2 separate regions of the Mus musculus genome follow, and region 1 is linked to region 2. The links are chromatin contacts, called in public HiChIP or PLAC-seq maps. All regions are on one chromosome and are shown on one strand. The core of a region is the stretch at or near the end of the contact, and the rest is flanking DNA. Distances in the headings are between cores, read along the strand shown. Region 1 overlaps Gm32845 (a long non-coding RNA gene). Region 2 overlaps B4galt5 (UDP-Gal:betaGlcNAc beta 1,4-galactosyltransferase, polypeptide 5).

Region 1 (6,547 bases), core at 784-3,283, 550 kb before region 2:
TCTCCACACAGCATTTACCTCGGTTCTTGGGGAGCCAGCTGTGTGCAGTTCCAGTCGGCAGAGATATGCTGATGCTTGTCAGTCTTTGGGCATCAACATCTGTTCCCTCTCTGCTTGGCAACTGTCCTACCCTCTAGCTGGGGCTCCATGGGACAGCAAGCTGCCTGTGAGCCCAGCACACAGTAGGTCCAAAATGAGTGAGGAGCGCCTGGGGTCAGACTGGCTTGCCCCCCTTCACCCCCTGCTGCATCCTCTCGAAACCCCTCTGGTACTGGCACGCGAGGTCCCTCGTCTCCCATCTCTTCTTCCCATCTCTCTCCATCTCTTCTCATACGTCAGCTGCAGCATAACCTCCTCAGGGAAGGCTTCCCTGAGTACCAAGGCACAGCTGGGTCCCAGCAAGGCGTCCTAATCAGCCCCTAGTCTTTCCTACTGCTTAGACATGTCATGGACTTTCCAACACGCCCATAGAAGCCGGGATTGCTCTAGGTTTTGTTCAGGGTTCGAAAGTAATAGCTCATCCCCCTACCCTAGCTCTTAGCCCAAGATCGTTCAGCAGCACGTTGGCTTCCTACTGATTTGTGCTATTCAATGCACACAGGGGAAGGACAGTGAGGGAATGCCCAGCCGGGGATGGGCAACAGGCACCCAGGGAGATGTCTGAACACACAGGGCCCTGGGTAGCAGATTGGAGGAGGAAACACAAAGCCCTGGGGAAGCTGTGAGTGGGGTCTGGAGCTCAGGAGACAGCTCATATAAGGGGGGTGGCTCTTGTCCTGTGGTCCCGGGACCCTTTTGAAAGGTGAATGATTCCTTCACAAGGGCCATCTAAGACCATCAAAAAAATACAGGTATTTGCTTTATGATTCATACCAGTAGCAAAATTACAGTTATGAAGTAGCAACAAGAATAATGTTATGGTGGGGGGTCACCACCACATGAGGAACTGTGTTAAAGGGTCGCGGCATTAGGAAGGTTGAGAACCGCTGATGTAGATTCTTGAGAACAGAGGGCAGGGCGGTGTAGAGGCTTCAACACAGGGCCCAGTGTCTCCCTGAAGTCTGGTGTTGTCCAACTTCTGAGTCCTGGGCATTTGGGGATGGGGTGGGGACAGCCACATCTATCTGACCTACAAAATCCTGGGTCTCAACCTGGGACTGAGGCTGTCACCAGAAAGTTAAGGATGGGGACACGAGGCTAATGGGGGAAGGCAGCCCTCGCAGGGCCATTCTAGAGCTGGCACTGCCCAGTGGCCACTGAATCCCACAGAGAGTTCCTGGTCCCCGTACACAACACAAAACAACCTCCAAGACATTCTCACCAGGCAGCAGGGACTGGATGGGACAGACCCAGGCTCCATCAAACCCCTAGGTATTACCGAACTTGGGGCTCACAACCTTTGCCTCAACTTAGGTTCAGCCACCGGTCTCAGCCAGTTTTAAAGTAGAAAATAGAAAAAGAGCCTTATTCAGTGTGGTCATATCGGGAAGAGGGACAGAGAGATGTAGTGAGCTCCTGCCCAGCTCATTAATGTGAGGAAGATGGCTGTTGAAGGCACAGATGCTCAGTCACTTCCTGTGTGTCTTGTGTGGCCCTCAGAGCAAAGAGACAGATGTGCTGGTGACTGACGGCCATGAGGTGCTGGCACAGGGCTGGTGGGTGGAGGGATAGAGCAGCCACGGCTGCGGGCATAACCATCCCTGGGTAAACAAACAATTTTCCCTCAAGAAGAGGACCCAGAGAGAAAGAGCACTTTAGTGTGGCCAGCATACCCTCTTGCATTTTTTAATCGACTCCCAGAACTCCCCAGCCAGGAAGCTTTTGTTACACTTTCTTGGGAATATGTGAGGCTGGGATGGAAGATTCTGGAAATTTGCCCCACTGACCCAGGAATCTTGGGGCTTGCCACATCCTGGGAACTTGGGCAGAAGAGGTGAAGGCATTTCTCTAGGAAGCAGTCTGCAGTGGTCAGCACTCCGTTATCAGCCGGCCCTCTCCACAGCTTGGCGTGGGTCCCGCATTCCAGGAGCAAAAGGCCTGTCTGGCTTCCAGCTGGAACCGCCTGGGGGCGGATGGTACTGTGCAATGCACCCACCACATGGAAACGGGCCTGGCTGGGGGACAGACAGAGTATGACATCCTGGAAGTGTGTCCTATACCACCTTGGGATGGGCGGATGTGGCTGTTTACTTCAGAGATGGGCAAGGTAGGCGGTCCCCAGATGGAAACGTGGCTGAGGGGACAGAGGGCAAGTAAAAGACTTCCTAGCATGGGTGGGGGGGTCACACTTCTCCTAGAGCCCAGCAGACTCCCTGCCTCCCTAGGGTCACAGACACTGCCAGACACAACCCTGTTGGCAGGCTGGGCCCGATCTTTCTCCGCTGTTCTGGGCACAGGAAGAGGCATATTTGTCCTGGTGTCCTTTCCTAAATAGGGCCGTCAGTGAACACTCCATCACTACCAAGTGTCCCCCAGGGAGGCAGTGTCATCCTGGATGGCCCATGACATTGGGCCCAGGGTGGATTTGCTTTAATATTTTGCAATGGTCAGATGTGGATGTGCCATTCCCCACCATGGTTGCTGGGAGACAGTCAAATTTCTGTATCTGGCACAAGCCCACAGCCAGGTTCTCTGATTCCTAGACAGGAGGCAAGGGATGGGGTGCAAGTTCATGCGTGGACACCAATACCCTTGATGTAAACTCACTTCCCAGGTGGAAGTCCTGGCCCTGGGGTGTCTGCTGGCTAGGGACTGACTCCCAGACAGTGCCTCAGTGGGTGTCTGTGAAATGGGAGGAGCCACTGCAGGTGTGTCCAGGCTGGACTCTCACACTAGATTCTAACACTACATTCTTATGATGCCTAAGGCAAAAATGAAGATTGGGGACAGTACTGCCTGGCCCTTAAGAGACATGGTCTTCTCAGAGTATGAATCCCAGAAGGGCTTCTTGTGGTCTCACTGGCTAGAGCCAGGTCGCAGGAGATGACTGGCAAGCTCTTCCCTTCATCAGACACACAGCTCCAGGCTCTGCCCAGAGCTCCCCAAGTCTGCCACTTGTCACTATCTAAGATGGACATCTAAGTGTGAAGCCCAGAGAAGACTGTTCGCTAGCCCTGGTGATGCAGCTGGTATGGAAGACCTGGACTCCAGGGCTGGTTCCTGAGGGATTTGCACGCAGCACCCCTAGATGAGTTGCTGAGCATAGACTTACACGCTCTAGTGTGTCTCTGTCTATGCAGGACCAGATCCCCAGAGAAAACAGGCTGAGTCAGTCACAAGCATTGTTTGGGCACATAGACAAAGAAGTCATTTCTTGTTAATCTGTAAGTCAAATCCAGCTGTATCCTGTCTCCTTCTTCTTCTCCTCCCCTGCTTGGCTCTCCCCTCCTTTCTAGTTCTCTCTCTCTCTCTCTCTCTCTCTCTCTCTCTCTCTCTCTCTTTCTCTCCTTACCTTTACTAGTGGCTGTACCTTGGGCCTTGTGACTGCTAGACAAGCCCTCTACAACCAAAGTGTCCCCCCTCCCAGGACCTAGCTTCCCAGCTTCATCCTGGCCAGAGTGTCCTCCCAGACCTCCTACCCCTGATGCTCCCACCCCATTATCTACCACATGAGGGTTCTTTTGTCCCCCCTTTTAAGATTGGGTCTCGTTAGTTGACCAGGCTAGCCTTTAACTTCTGATCCTCTCTCAGTCTCTGTAGCAGCTGGCTCTGTATCCTATAATGTCCTATAATGTTGACAGCTCCACAGGTGTTCAGACGCAGGACCTCTAGTGTGACATGAGGTTCAGCCCACTGGGTGACAATCAGCAAGGACTATGAGGAAAGAGGGAAAGGGAATTGTCTTGTTTTTCATGGATTATTCTGTGTGTGCATGTGTGTGTGTGTGTGTGTGTGTGTGTGTGTGTGTGTGTGTGTTCGCAGGGGCATGTGTGTGCACGTGTATGTGCATGTGGAGGTCAAAGGTCCACATGTGGGTGTGTTCCTCTATCTTTCTCCACCTTAGTTTTTGAGATAGCGACTCTCACTAAACCCACTTGGCTATGGGTTGGCCTGCCAGGGAGCTCTGGGGATTTGTCTGTGTCCAGTCAGGTTTCTATGGCGGCGATAAACACCATAAGCAAGAGCAACTTGAGGAGGAAAGGGTTTGTTTCAGCGCTCAGATCATAGTCCATCCCTGCGGGAACTCAGGCCAGGAACCTGGAGGCAGGAACTGAGCAGAGGCCATGGAGGAGCGCCTCTTACTGGCCTGCTCCCCATAGCTTGCTCAGTTTGCCTTTTTATCCAACCCAGACCCACCTGCCCAGGGGTGGTGCCACCCACAGTGGGCTGGACCCTCCCACATCAATCACTAATTAAAAAGAAAAAAAAAGCCCCCACAGACTTGCCTGCAGGCCAATCATATGGAGGCATTTTCTCAGTTAAGCCAGCTGGGAAATAAGAATTCAGAACACCCGTGGGGTGCTCAAGTATTCAAAACAAAGCTCTCGGGGACACTTCCGATCCAACCCTTAATGGCCTGGCACCGGGCCCCGTGTTTAAACGGAAGTAGAAATGGAGTTTCTATGGGAAATACTTTAATCTGTGACGGTGGCTGAGATGGACCGGAGATGTCCTGTGGGTGAGAGGAAGTGCCTGTGCAGCCTGGCTCCTGTGTGTTCCTCTCTCCCATTTCCCCACTTCCATCTCCACCTCCCTTCCCCTCCTCTCTCCCTCTCCCCTCCCATTGTCTCCTCCCCTCTTCTAATCTCCTCTTCTCCTCCCTTCCTCTCCCCTCTCCTCCCTTCTCCTCTCCTCTCCTCCTTTTCTTTCTTTCCCTGTTTCTCATCTTCAATTCAATGAGGTAAAGACCTGGGCCTCAGATCCATTTCCACTGCATTCTAGAGGTGAGACCCTGGAGAGAGAGAGGTGTTCTCTTCTTGGGCCCCAGTTGCCCATCTGAGAGAGCAGCAGTTTGGTTGGAGGTCTGGATACAGTGCCAGGGATCTCCAAGTCACAGAAAGGTGCATGTCCCCTGTGAGCTATAAACAGGACAATGAACACTGCCCCTGCTTGTCCTGGATCCACTGCAGACCCTGACCAGGAATCGGGGATGAAACTCTAACTACGTCTCCCTTCAATCCGTCTCCCTCAGGACCCAGCCTCAGTCTCGGCTTGGCCAGAGCTCTTCCTCCCAGAATTCCTGTCCCTGACCTTGTTCTCGGCCCCCTCAAGGTCTCTGCAAGGACTAGTCCCTCTGCCTGAAGTGTTTGTTTCTTAGAGGCCCTAGATCAGCTTCCATGTCCTTCCTTGTCGTTCCTGTGGGAGGTAATGTCACCTCAACCAGAAACTCTGTTTCCCTGGCTGACACCTTCTGCCAACCCTTAGGAACAAACACCCTGACCAACTGTGAACTATGCCCACCTCCCGTCCCCTCCTGGTGGCTCCCTTTTCCTGTGTGGGACCAGAGGGGGGTGACACGGCTGCCCCAGCTGGGCACCTTGCACCCAGCCAAGTACAGAGCAGGCTTAGTCCATGCTTACTTCAGAGCAAAGGCACCGAGGGCTGCACGGAGCTTGCAGAGCACCCTGGGATTCCGCGCCCTCTCAATCTGGGTCACCATGCAGGCCGGCGGGCACTCGGCCTCCACGTCTGACACCTGTGGCTTCAGGGCTCCCCAGCGTCAGATGCTGGATTCATTTCTTACCCCCACAGGCCTGAGCAGCATCCCCGTTCCTTCTGCCTGAGGGTGCTGTTTCAGGTGGTGTTTGGTGGTGTTGAGTAGTGGGTGGCATGCAGGGTACATACGCTGCCTTTGGTCCAGGCCAAGGCTGTGCTGAAGTCACGAATTCCGATATAGGAGAGTGCAGCAGAAACTGCTCAGGCTTGTTACATGTCTGACTTTGAACTAAGTTTTGGTGGTTATGTGCTCAGAAACATTTCACAGTTGCTGAATTTTTTTTCACAACCCCACACTCATTTAGGTGGCACCGTGTGGGCTCAGGACCCACGGTGTAGGAAGATAACCCTTCCGGTTCTGCAGAACCTCAGCCGGAAATATCAGAAGGAGGAGGGGCCATTTACCTGCGGCTGTACAGCAGAGAAGTGGCCTGGCTGGCTTCAAACACCAGGGACCCAGATCCTGACCCCAGTTCACTTCCCAGAATTCCTTGCTGGAGACTACCTGAGACTGACAAGTGTCATAATTCTGGGTAGGTAGCCCTTATGACTCCTCAGGGTCCAGAACATGTTGGAAGTGACAAGGGCCAGTGGCACTGCCTGGCAAGATTGAAGCCCACCCAGCTCTGCAGGCTGGTTACTGTGCAGCCTGAGGAAGAGCCTCACCCTCTCTGATCTTCAGTTTCCCAGATGTCCAGTGTGTCCTGGAAATGTCAGTGGGGATGCAGGCTCTGTAAGGAAGGGTGAATGTCTGGCTCTCCGTGGAGCATGGAGTTCTGCTACATTGGGGTGGGGCTGTCCAGCGTCACTCACGTTAGGTGCCAATTAATTATAGGGCCAGCTCCCAGTTCAGATACTGATGTTGCCGTTAGCATCTGTGCGATCAGAGACA
Region 2 (6,586 bases), core at 1,160-3,659:
ACGTGCAATGTGGCAGGCTGCAACTTACTCACGGGCAAGCAAGATGCCTCTGCGCGAAGCAGGCAGGGTCAGGGTCGGTCTGTCAGCTGGGAAGGTCAGAGACAGGAGTGAGCAGATCCAGCCATGGGATGGAAGGGCATCCGGAAAGGTAAGGACATTTGAACAGGCAGCAGCAGGAGCCCGATACCACAGGACAGACCAAGGCTGTGGGAGAGAGAGAGAGAGAGTGGACAAGAAACCAGACACACAGAGCCTTGCAGGTGACTGCACCTCCCACAGTATCTTTTCCTATTTATTTCCAGGGCACCATGGGTGCTGACCAACACACGTGTGGTGCTAACAGTATCTGAGGGCTGTGTGCAGTTTCTTCTGGCCCAGGGTTCCAGGGCGTGTGGTGTGAGGCTTGAGCATCTCTGCTGAACTGTCTGTGGGGATGTTCCTGGTATGGAGACTTGTGAGGCTTGGTCAGTGTCATGCTGTTCCGAATTAAACATTCTTAGTTGCAGTTAGAATTTATATTCCTACCTATATAGATGTGCAGAGAACTTGTTCTCATAAACAGCGTGGGCAAGCATGGGAGCTGTGGCTTACCTGCCTGTCCTGCGCTGCCCATGAGCTGGGTTCAGATATGCTCACATCTAATCAGGTGCCATTTAATAAAAGATTGGCAGCTGGGCAGTGGTGGCGCACACCTATAATCCCAGCACTTGGGAGGCAGAGGCAGGTGGATTTCTGAGTTCGAGGCCAGCCTGGTCTACAAAGTGAGTTCCAGGACAGCCAGGGCTACACAGAGAAACCCTGTCTTGAAAAACATAAATAAATAAATAAATAAATAAATAAATAAATGAATGATTGGCAAGTTTGTAGGATTGTTTGCAAGACACTGCATAGCTGTTAATTATTTTATTTTCTAATATTTGGAAATAAGTTGACTGGAAACAACCTGCGATAAACTAAGTGGCTTTTGTGTCTGGGATCAGAAGGCCTTGGGGAGCAACAGGCAGTTTCTCCCCAGTTAGCTTGAAATGAAAGCCTGTGTTCGCCCTTTGGCCTGTGTGATTCCACTTCCAGTTTCCTTAAACACTTTCTGTTGCTCCAAAGCATTTAAAGGATGTGATAATGTGTGCGTGCAAATTCTGCAGCCAAAAGTCTCCTTGCATTTTAGAGGAAAGAGATGTAGCTTTTTATTTTTGCTTTCTAGAAATCAATCTTTTTCTTGGTTTGTTTACCTGTTTTTGATATGGGGTCTCACTATGTAACCTTAGGTGGCCTTCCTCTGCCTCCCGAGAGCTGGGATTAAAGGTATGGATTACCAGGAATGGCTTTAAAACAAACAAAAACAAAACAAACCAGGGTCCCATGTAGCCCAGGCTAGCCTCAAACACTTATAAAGATGATGACACCCTTGAATTCCCAATCCTCTTGACTCAGGTCTCTGCTGAGATTACAGCCCTGAACCACCACACTTGCTTTTTATAACTTTTTTTTTTTTTAAAGATTTATTTGTTGGGGCTGGAGGGATGGCTCAGCAGTTAAAAGCACTGACTCCTTTTTCGGAGGATCTGAGTTCAATTCCCAGCAACCACATAGTCGCTCACAACCATCTGTAATGGGATCCGATGCCCTCTTTTGGTGTGTCTGAAGACAGCTACAGTGTACTCATATACTAAAATAAGTGTCTGTGTTTGAGTGCAGGTGTGCCTGTGTGTGCTCCCCTGTGCCCGTGTGTGCCCGTGTGTGCTCCCCTGTGCCCGTGTGTGCCCGTGTGTGCCCGTGTGTGCTCCCCTGTGCCCGTGTGTGCCCGTGTGTGCTCCCCTGTGCCCATGTGTGCCCGTGTGTGCTCCCCTGTGCCTCTGAAGCAGATTCTTCTCCAGGGACCTAGAGTTTGAGTTTCCTCAGCTAGACTCAAAGCCAGCAAGCCCCAGGGATCCCCTGTCTATGCACACCTTGGAGCTGGAGTGCCAGGTTCATTGCGTGGATGCTGGGATCTGAATTCTGGTTCTTATGATTGTTCAGTGAATGCTAACTCCTGAGCCATCTTTCTCTAGCTTTATAGCTTCTGTTTAAAAAGAAACTCATGTTTGTCATAACCTGTCGCTATGCTGTCTCAGTGTGTGCAGTGAGGAAATTTGAAATGTTTAAGTCGATGACTCTCATTTGAGCATCAAGTTTTTAAAACTGTAAATCTCTGAAGGTGCTCGGAATGGCTCCTGGCATATTGTGTTGGTGCCTGGCACTGAAGAATACTGGGAATCAGTTGAGCATGTGACCCTGACAGTAAAAAGATCATATCAGAGAATAACACGAGGATGGTTTGGGGCACTTGGGAAACTGGACTGCAGAGACAGCCCAGCTGTGAAACCTGGCTTTGCCAGGTCAGATGACCTAGGCAGACCTCTGTTCCTGCTTCTGTGACTCAAAGGCAACAAATAGCCTGCAAGTCAGTGACCTCAGAGGTCTCACACACAGGCGTTAGGAAACTCAGCAGTGCGGCAGGAAGCAGGAAGTACACTGACCCCATAGGAAGCCAGGAGAAGCAGAATCAGTGAGTTCGTCTTCCCTGACAGCCGAGGGAGAGCTGGGACTCTGTAACCTCTGGTGCTTAGGGTGGGATTCAGTTATTCAGAAACACAGCTGATGTTAGTCATAGATGTCAGAGCACTTTGAAAGTATTCCACACACTGGTGACACATTACTGTCTTTCGACATGTGAGCCTTGGTCCTCTGTGATACCCATGTGACAGAGACATCACCCCGGGTGCCTTCCAGAGTGTAGGTCTTGAAGATCAAACAGGTTACAGATTTTTAACCCATTTACCCATCACACAGACCAAGACTGAGCCTTATTGCTGCGAGGACCAGGTTGAACTGCAGAACATTGTCTTGCTTCTGCAGGAATGGTCAGAACTCACTGTGCAGTACAGGCTCTTCCTGTCGCAGCTTTGCAGGAAGGAGCAGGTCCCAGGGTTGGCTTTGGATGGAACCTTGGTGTTTTGCAGGGTGGGGATTTATTTGTTCTGAGTATTGATTAGTTGGCCCGCTGAGGTCTAGTCCTGGACACTTCCTTCAAGGCCATGGCTTTCAGCATGGTGCTCACACCCGAGACAGCTCCCACTGTGCTGTGCCTTGCTCCCTAGGCACACTAACCAGTGCACAGGTCTACAGTAAAGACTCCTGCCTGGGTTTGCTCTTGATCTCTCTTTGCCTCTTGGCTTCATTATGTCCCGTTATTTTCTTCCCAATCTGGTAGTTTTGTTAGGGATTTTTTTTTCTGTGTGTGCAAGAGACAACTGCAGGTGGATTAGAACTCAGGAGGAAAGAGGAGACGCCAGCTCTGTGCCTGGAAATGCTCCGAGTAAGCCACAGCTTCGAGGAAGAGTTTATTTTTCTTATCTGTGTCATGGTTATAAGAGATTCCTCAGTGTAGGCATGGGGCCGGGTAATAATTAGTGTCATCCATCAGCAAGACTGATCTGTGCAAAGTGTCACTTTAGCATCCCACACTGGACAGCCTTCCTTAACTGATGCCTGCTCTGTGCTGTCTCAGCCTCCCCCAACCCCATGCTTTCTCCCGCTTCTACAAGAGAAGGCTAAAGTCTGTGGGAGGCATTTGCTGACTGGGCTGGGCACCTCACAGTTGGCTTTCAAGCTAAAATTGGCTTTTAACTGCAGTTCAACCAGCGTTGATCAGAACCACGGTGGTGGGAAGTACTGCTTGTCAGTGTAAAGTCACTCTATGTCCTGGAGCACTGGGCTTTGTAGTTCCGAGATTCTGACTTCACTAACCACATGGCTAACACTCTAAAAGTCATTTGAAACAAAACGTGTTCACTGGTATGGAAAGAGGGTTAAGACAATATCTTCTCATAAAGTCGGTGGGCGACGTAGGGGTTCAGACTGGAGGTCCGTGTGTCTGCTTGGACATTGGCTTGTTTGTTTGTTTGTTTGTTTGTTTGTTTGTTTTTCGAGACAGGGTTTCTCTGTATAGCCCTTGCTGTCCTGGAACTCACTCTGTAGACCAGGCTGGCCTCGAACTCAGAAATCCGCTTGCCTCTGCCTCCCAAGTGCTGGGACTAAAGGTGTGCGCCCCACATCTGGCTGGACATTGGCTTGCATGACTAAGTTTAGTCATGACTTAAAAGTTTCTGTATGCAGTTCATCTTGGTGACTTGTGCATATAACAGAAGGGTGCGATACTTATAGGGTCCTGTACAATCTGTCACTGCCAGTCACTTGGTGTTTGACAGGAGGGCACTTAGCAGCTTCTCTAATAATATTAAGGGGATTTTGCCTCCAGCAAGCTTAGTATGAATTAGTAATACACTATGTATGGCTGCTCTCTACCCATAGTTAGCAGGTCTCTAGTGACTCTAGCCAAGGACTGGTGGGTTTATTACCAGAAATACCCTAAACAGATTTTCTGCCAGCTGATTCTGTAGAGAGTCTGTTGATGTTTCTGGTGACATGGCAGGGCCAGGTGCTGGTTTGGGGAGTAGCAGGAGCCTTGAGCTGTCTGCTGTGGAGCCTTCTGATGGGGGGCGGGGCTGCAGTTGGCAGTTTTTGGGTAGCAGATGAACAGCTTGCTCTTTGCACCTGGACTGTCAGCATGGGCATCAGTGTTGTCATTGTGGACAGCTGAGGCTGTCCTTAGCACAGCCGAGTTGGAGGTTAAGACAATGTAGGAGGGACACACATGGAAGTGGGGTTGTCTGGAGGGGCTGGGAAAGTTGAGTAAAAAATTTTGTCGAACATCACTGGGGAACATTTTGGACCCAGTCCAAAGTGGAATTTTCTTTGCAGATGGCAGTGTACTGCAGATTGCCTGAGTTCTTGGAAATCATTCTTTCTGCATGGTGTTTGTTAGATGGTGCTGGTCCTAGGCAGGCTGAGTCTGGATCTGTGACTGTTTCTCTTTGTTTGGCAATATTTGCCTTCTTGTTCTTTTATTTTTTTCAGGGTTAGGCATATTCCTGTGGTTAAACAGAAGAGCTTTAGTGAGTGTGTGTATACATGAACTTCTTAGTCAAATGATAGGACTCATTCAGGAGACAGTATTCACAAACTATTAGTATAACACGTTGCAAGACAATTGAAATTTTTAGTGAAATGTATTACTTATGAGGGATGGAAGTTCTCAAGAGTCAGGTCGCCTACAACCTGAATCCAGGCGTCAGACGCAGGTGGTCAAGATTCACCAAAGCACCTTTATCCAGAGAGTCAGCTTGACCCCAAAGCCAGGCCTAAAAGGGGACCCTGAACTGCAGAGGAGTCCAAGGTCAGCGGGGCACCAGCTAACAAGCACACACACAGCTAACAAGCACACACACATCCACTTCTTGCTCTCCTAGCTGTCTCACACTCTGACCTCCTTACAGCGATGGACTGTAATGTAAGCAGGCAGGGCTTGTACGCAAAGCGAAGCCTTTCTACCCTAGCTGTTTTTTTTGTCAGGGTGGTTTCTATCACAACGACAGAATAGGGAGGCTGGCATTGGTTTCCTCGAGAACTCTGTGCTGACTGCATTTGAAGGTTTCTTGAGATTTATATGTCAGAGAGGAGACCACCATGGATCACTTGTAGCAGTAGTGAATCAGCTAAGTCTAGAAAGCTCCATCTAGTTTTGTGTAGGACGGGAACACTGTCTGGCTCGTCCTGATAACTGTTTCATGGAAGCCACAGGGTTCCCTTGTGACAGCACAACAGCAGGGCTTTCATGTAAGAGAAAAATAAAAAACAAAAAGGAAAAGGAAAAACAAAACAACTGTAGTTGGGGAGGGTGGCACACACCTAAAATCTCAGTGTTAGGGCTGGGGCTGGAGGGTTGTGAGTTTAAGGCCAGCCTGAACTACACAGCCAGTTTAAGGTCAGCCTGAGTTTTTAGGGAGACCCTGTCTCAAAAGAACCAAAAAGCAGGGCTGTCTGGGGAGATGCTCCCTGGATAAAGCACCTTGTTGCAAGAGTGAGGACCTTAATTCAGCACCCGCATAAAGGCTGGGTGTGGTTGGTGTGGCCCTGAAATCCCAGCACTCAGCTGGCAGAGACCGGAATTGATCTCCCAGAGCTCACTGGCTGGCCAGCCGACACAACTGCTGAGCACCGGGTTCAGTTAGAGTCCTTGTCCTTAAAAATAAGGTGGCGAGAGATGGGAGGTGAAGACATGACGCTTCCTCCACAGACGCACTACTTATCCCTTACAAATCCAAACCAAACAGAGAGCTCTGAGTGGTAGAGCCAGTAGGAGCCGCGGTTTATCCTACCTCTCCCAGTTGCTGCTGAGGGTGCTCGGAAGTCACTGCAGTGTGGATGAAGGTCTCCTTAGAAAGATCAAGAGAGACAACAAAGGCACAATAACTGTGCACCTTGTAGCACTGTGTCTCCCTCCAGGTGTGCCCTTGGGCTAGCCACCTTAGTGTTATCAGTGAGCTTGATACAGGTTCTAGGTCCAACCCTGACTGCTCCAGTTCATGTCCCTGGGGGGCAGATGCATGATCCTGGCTTTCTGAGCCCTCCTTGAGGAAGGCTACACCAGGGGAGCACCTCTGTTGGAAGAACCTTTGCAGCTCACGGGTGGGGAGGATTGTCTGCA

The links. HiChIP or PLAC-seq counts read pairs in DNA pulled down with a chosen protein or histone mark.
Region 1: a contact with region 2 is called in an HNF4G HiChIP or PLAC-seq map of pancreatic cancer cells. The contact joins two enhancer-like sites. A contact is called at or near these places in 2 of 115 datasets of contacts at active chromatin or transcription factors (microglia and pancreatic cancer cells).

The regions. Positions count from the first base shown.
Region 1 is chr2:167,862,452-167,868,998 of GRCm38.p6, reverse strand. It overlaps Gm32845 (a long non-coding RNA gene), which reads right to left. Exons shown (of 8, transcript XR_375289.3): 8 at 1,018-2,114. It overlaps Gm33033 (a long non-coding RNA gene), which reads left to right. Exons shown (of 2, transcript XR_003954119.1): 2 at 5,961-6,547. Among named protein-coding and RNA genes, the nearest start is that of Gm32928, 7.4 kb to the left of the region's middle. Within about 2 kb of position 2,033, at least 68 of the 459 cell types and tissues checked have an H3K27ac peak or open chromatin away from gene starts, as enhancers often do. A contact at or near this core is called in pancreatic cancer cells, where this site is marked.
Region 2 is chr2:167,315,049-167,321,634 of GRCm38.p6, reverse strand. All of the region lies in intron 1 of B4galt5 (UDP-Gal:betaGlcNAc beta 1,4-galactosyltransferase, polypeptide 5), which reads left to right. Among named protein-coding and RNA genes, the nearest start is that of B4galt5, 31 kb to the left of the region's middle. Within about 2 kb of position 2,409, at least 128 of the 459 cell types and tissues checked have an H3K27ac peak or open chromatin away from gene starts, as enhancers often do. A contact at or near this core is called in pancreatic cancer cells, where this site is marked.